Linked DNA regions of Mus musculus: region 1 is linked to region 2. A link is a contact called in public Hi-C data. All regions are on one chromosome and are shown on one strand. The core of a region is the stretch at or near the end of the contact, and the rest is flanking DNA. Distances in the headings are between cores, read along the strand shown.

Region 1 (2,700 bases), core at 176-2,675, 660 kb after region 2:
CCACTGCTGGGGAAGGGCCAAAGACCAGCGTCCGGAGGGAGTTATGAAACCGTTTCAGACGAGGATTCAGTAAACATATTCATGGAGAACAAGTCCAGTGTACGTTGTTCAATGAAAAGTTTTTAATTAAGAAATATGCATAATACACACACACACACACACACACACACATATACGGAGTATCCCAGAAAGTAATAATAGATCCAAATCAAAGAATTTTGAGGTTTACATATGTATTCTTTATATGTTGAGTGTGTGTGTGTGTGTGTGTGCGCGCATGTGTGTGTGTGTGTGTGCCAGAGGTGTCATCCTCAGAAGATGTCCGTCTCGCTTTTTTAGACAAGTTCTCACTGGCCTAAGCTCATCAGTTAGGCTAGGCTGACTGGTCAGTGAGCCCAGGGACCCATTTGTCTCTGGCTTCCCACCAGTGGGATTATAGACATACATCACCTCATGGTTCAAGCCCAAGGGCAAAGGGCCTACTATGCAAGCATGAAGAGTATGGAGAGCTGATGCTCCTTTAAAAGACAGGTGTGGCCATATGCTCTAGGTAGCTCAGCACTGGAGTTGGGAGTGATAGGGAATGAGGACAGCCAGTCCTGAACAGCCAGTCTACAGAAATGCCAAGTCTACAGGGTCGACTCCATAGGAAAACAGAGGGAGAACAATAGACAAGACATAGATTTCAATTTGCTGGCCTCCATTCCTTCCCCAGCCACATGCACATACATGCATAAATCCTCCACAACTTTATTAAATATAAATGCCCCGCTAATAACTGAAGAAGAAATGATTGGAGTCTGTAGAGCTGTTTCTAAATTCCTTATGTATTGATCTATCTAGGTAATTACTAGAAACTGATGATAAGCAGAAGATGAGTGTTTACACACCTCCTGAGGAGGATGCGGGGACTCAAAAGGAAGTCATAGGAAACTCAGAACTAGGCAAAGCATTCCACAGTAAACACGGGCCTGTCTAACAGGCACCACAGGAATGCCGGGCTTGGAGGCCAGTGGGATGACTGGCTGGACTCTGTACTAAGAAATACAGACATGGAAGAAAATCTGTATGTTAAAGATAAGAGGGCTTTCAGTGGACGCTTTGCCGAGGGCTTTCAGTGGACGCTTTGCCGATTTCAACTTTTGGATGTGTGGATACCTGACTTAAACCAACAAGCAAAACTAAAAAACAAAAACAAAAACAAAACGTTCCAGTCTGGTTGTGAGGGTGCACACCCGAAATCCCAGCACTTGGGAAGCGAAAACAGGGAGAAAGTTTTAAATGTTCATGATAATCAAGGAATAAATAAAACAAAGCCAAGTGCCACCAGATGGAGAGGGGAGGAGACCTCTTCCCAGGCCAAGTGGCCTGTGAGCCCTCCTCCTCAACAGACTTCTTGGTCCCAGAACAGCCCCGATGAGGCTTTGCTGCACCCGTGTGGCCAACAGGAGGCCTAACAGCAGAGCCGGGACAGACAGGCCCCAGGACACAAACTGAAAGGATAATGCTGACAGGATTCCTACCTGTTCCCCAGCTCAGGGCCAAATCAGTTCATACACAGAGCATCCACTGCAGCAAGGGAAGGGCTAGAGACCAAACGCTAAGGAAGTGGCTGAGATGCAGGATTCAAAGAGCCAAAAGAGCCTTGAAGTCACCTCTGCTGGTCAGAAGGTGGTCGGATGGAGATGGGGACTCAGCAGAAGATGGGGGAGGGGCAGGGAAGAGCAGCAAAACCAGAATCCTGATGGAGGAAGTTCCATCGGGTGGGGGAGGGGTGGTGGGGTAACGTCAGGGAAAGGAGAGGACGAGCTTGTCTGGAGGTCTGAGGACACAGGAGTCAGGCAAAGGGCACCTGAGTGCTCTTCCGGATTACCAAGATGGAACTAAGCTGATGGCCACAGACAACAGTTCAAGTCCTCAGCCTGCTGTTGTAACAAAAACCTACAGAGGTACAGGACTCGGACTTCAAATGTAAAAGCTGCTGTTGAAAGCATGTGAAGAGATCTAATCAGACCGTGTAGCCTTTGACATTTTGTTAGTAGGCATTAATGCTGACCCCGTAATGGCTGATTCGTATTTTCTTAGCTCCAAATGAAGTTTTTAATCTGCATGATGTATTGGACCTATAATTCAGTGGGCCTATACTTTACTAAGGGTGACAGGATTCTTTGACTCTGGGCATTTTCAGAACACAAGTGAGTACCATGTGAGCCCATGAACACACATTCTGGATCAGAGGTGAAGTGTCTTACCACATCCAAACCCCTTGCTCCTGAACCAGAGTTACACCCAATAGGATACTTCTCTACGGAAATTCACGGGATTAAGCTGGTGAGTGTTCCTGGGCAAGTCCCCTGGGTCCTGGGACCTTACTTATCTATGTAACAGGGATAATCTCACACCATCTCCTGAGAATTAGTGAGTTAAGATCTACAGTGTGCCCAAACAGTGACCGACATAGAAAACGTCAAAAGAATTCATCAGTTAAGAGCCACAGCTAATTTTTCAAAATGGGACTGAAATGTAAATCACTAATTTTTTCAAAGCAGGCTTATAAAACCATGCTGCCTTTTTAAACTAATAAGCATGATCGTGACTAGAATTAAATAACGCTACATCCCAGTGCCTCCCTGTCCAGCCCTAAAACTCATTTCCAGGAGAATCAGGCTTAGGGACTTTACTTATTCTGCTCTAAGCCCC
Region 2 (2,700 bases), core at 42-2,541:
AAGTTGCTGAGTTAATGCTATATTGGCCATCTACTGCTGCGCATGCAGCCTGCCCATAAGAGTAATTTTCCCAGTGAGCCTTCCTTGGAGAAAACTAAATTTTTACTTTCAAGTAATTATTCGTCGGAGTTAGCTTCTGGGTCAGGCATGGGGCATGTGTACCTACTCCTTTCAGATCTAGGACCCCATCTGTTATAGTCTCATGCAGTCCCCGTACATGTGGCTTCTGTCACTGAGTTCACATGCACCTCAGACCTGTTCTGTTTTGAATGCCCTTGTTACCTTGGTGATCTCCATCGCCTCTGGCTCTTATACTCTTTTCTGCCTCCTCTTCCACAAGATTTCCCTAACCCTGAGGGAAGGAATTTGAGAGAATTTTCCCATTTTGGCTGAGTGTTCCAAGGTCTCTCAGTGTCTGTGTCATGTCTGGCTGTCTCTCTGTAGATCTCTGTGTTAGCATCTCTCTTCTGCAGGAGAAAATTTCTTTGATGATGGCTAAGCAAGGCCCTGATCTATGAGTAGAACAGAAGGTCATTAAGAGTCCTTTTATTGCTACATGGTTTTAGTAGAATCATAGTATTTGGTTTTACCCTAGGACCCTGGGCTATCTAGTTTCAGATTCTTGGTTAACTAACTCTTATAGCATTAGCCCAGGATCCAAATTAGAACTGTTGGTATGACCTGGATGAGGAGGAAAATGTGTCCCCCTGTCTTATGAGCAATAGAGAGTGTTTCTCTGACCAGCCCTCAGTCTCCTCAGAGCCTTACCTTGGGGATTAGCCAGCTCTTCCTGAAGGATCTCCTCATCTCCTTCCAGCCAGTGATTGATTATACATCTTCATTGCCTAGGCAATTCATGCACAGAATGTAGGATGGACTCAGCAGTCAAGGTAAGAAGAGGAGGGAAAAAAGTAATTTGGGACAAGCTGTGGTTTAGGTAGAAACTGTGTTTTAAACAACAACCCACTGATTCTATGGTAAGCCTGCTTAGCTGTTCAGAGGGTGTGCATGTGTGTGTGTGTGTGTGTGTGTGTGTGTGTGTGTGTGTGTGTGCTGTGTGTGTCTTCTTTCACGCTGAAATGAAAATGCCCTTAAACGTTAGAAATATTCTTTGCAGAGAGAAATAAGCAACCAAGACACTTTCCTCACTGATATCCCCTCCAAATATAAATAGTTTTATAAACATTTAAATATTTTCTCTGTTTCTTGGAAGATTATAAATGAGAGAGAGAGAGAGAGAGAGGGAGAGAGAGAGAGAGAGAGGCAGAAAGGGAAAGAGGGAGAGAGAGTCAGATCACAGGTCCAGTCAACATGGATGCATAAACCTCACACCTGAAACAGAGATTATTTTATTATCACAGAACTAGAAAAAACTGCTGGTTTATAAAATGACTTGCAACCCCAGTCAGCCCTCAAGGCTTTAGGGAAGTTAAGGCTTCCCTCCTCCCATCCTCCTCCCTAGAAATATTAACATAGGGAAAGTGAAAGCAAAGAACTTCAGAATGAGTTGATGGAAAAGAGAGATGTATAGAAAGCCAGAATAAAATTTGGGAGATGGAAATTACCACAGGTCAATGAATGCCTTTGTTGTTCTGGGATGTTCATTTCAAAAAGCAGGAAAATGAAAGATAGGCTATAAAAGTCTCATCAGATTGGCAGCCCCTGGCTCACTGAAGCCCTCTTTTCATCTGCTCTATTTTGGTGTCCACATGTCTTTCCCTCAGAGATCATCTGCCACCAAATTTCATTGGGGGATCCAAACTTCCATTTAAGTAAAGTATACCTCGGAGTGGGAGGATTTTCTTTACAGTAAACTAGAGTCCCAGAGTACTTTTATGCAAACTCTTTCAAAGAACAGTCCTCCCAATCCCGTTGTAAATGTCATTATTTTGCCTATATTACAAGACAGCTTAGCTTCATTAAGTGTCATTATTTTGGATTAGGTTCATCACAATCATTTTAAAACTTCATTCTGAAATTTGTCATGTAAGCTACTCTTCAATTTTTTATCATGTACTAATTCAGTAACTATGTTTTCTAAGTACTTAGTCATATCATTGATTAAAATATAACAAGGGCAAGAAGAATAGAATCAACAATATTGTGTTAGAAATACCCAACATACAGAAAGAGCAACTTAACTCTAGAGTGGTTGCTTGATAACACTCAGAACAATTCAGACTATTTTTCAGTCTATCACTAACCATGAAGTAAGAGGAGCCTTTGTCTAGATGGCATGTAGAAGCCATTACACCTAACATTTCAGCCCTATATTTTTAAGGGCAATATATTTTTATGTATCATTAATCGATAAATCTATATTGCCCACAACCAATAACCACATTAACTTGGCTACAGGATCTAAAACATGGTTAATAACTCATCTTTGATGTCATCCATCTGACACCATAGCAGTGTACTTGGGGAATTTTCTCTTTTTTCTAAAATAAAAAAGCCTTGAAGACGTAATTTTGAATATTGAATGTTCTTCTCGGCACACATATTCTTACCATTTTATTAGCTTCACAATTCCAAGCACCAACATTGTGCATTTCTAATATTTTGGAACGCTGTCATTATGTTGTAAACAACATAACAGTGTTTGGGTGCCAGAGGGTAGATAAGTGTGGGATTTCCATAGAAACAGGCAGAGATTCTTAATATTGCCAAAACAATTTGGCATTTTGAAGACAATTTGTC

Evidence for each region. A called contact is a pair of places that touch in the nucleus more often than the background predicts.
Region 1: a contact with region 2 is called in a Hi-C map of the N1E-115 cell line, with 14 times the contacts expected there. The contact joins two enhancer-like sites. A contact is called at or near these places in 1 of 39 promoter capture datasets (hippocampal neurons), 9 of 484 Hi-C or Micro-C datasets (the N1E-115 cell line, cardiomyocytes, cerebellum and 4 more) and 1 of 115 datasets of contacts at active chromatin or transcription factors (astrocytes).

Annotation. Positions count from the first base shown.
Region 1 is chr6:37,350,491-37,353,190 of GRCm38.p6, forward strand. All of the region lies in intron 8 of Creb3l2 (cAMP responsive element binding protein 3-like 2), which reads right to left. Among named protein-coding and RNA genes, the nearest start is that of Dgki, 52 kb to the left of the region's middle. Within about 2 kb of position 1,426, at least 24 of the 459 cell types and tissues checked have an H3K27ac peak or open chromatin away from gene starts, as enhancers often do. A contact at or near this core is called in the N1E-115 cell line, where this site is marked.
Region 2 is chr6:36,688,515-36,691,214 of GRCm38.p6, forward strand. No RefSeq gene overlaps it. Among named protein-coding and RNA genes, the nearest start is that of Ptn, 120 kb to the right of the region's middle. Within about 2 kb of position 1,292, at least 2 of the 459 cell types and tissues checked have an H3K27ac peak or open chromatin away from gene starts, as enhancers often do. A contact at or near this core is called in the N1E-115 cell line, where this site is marked.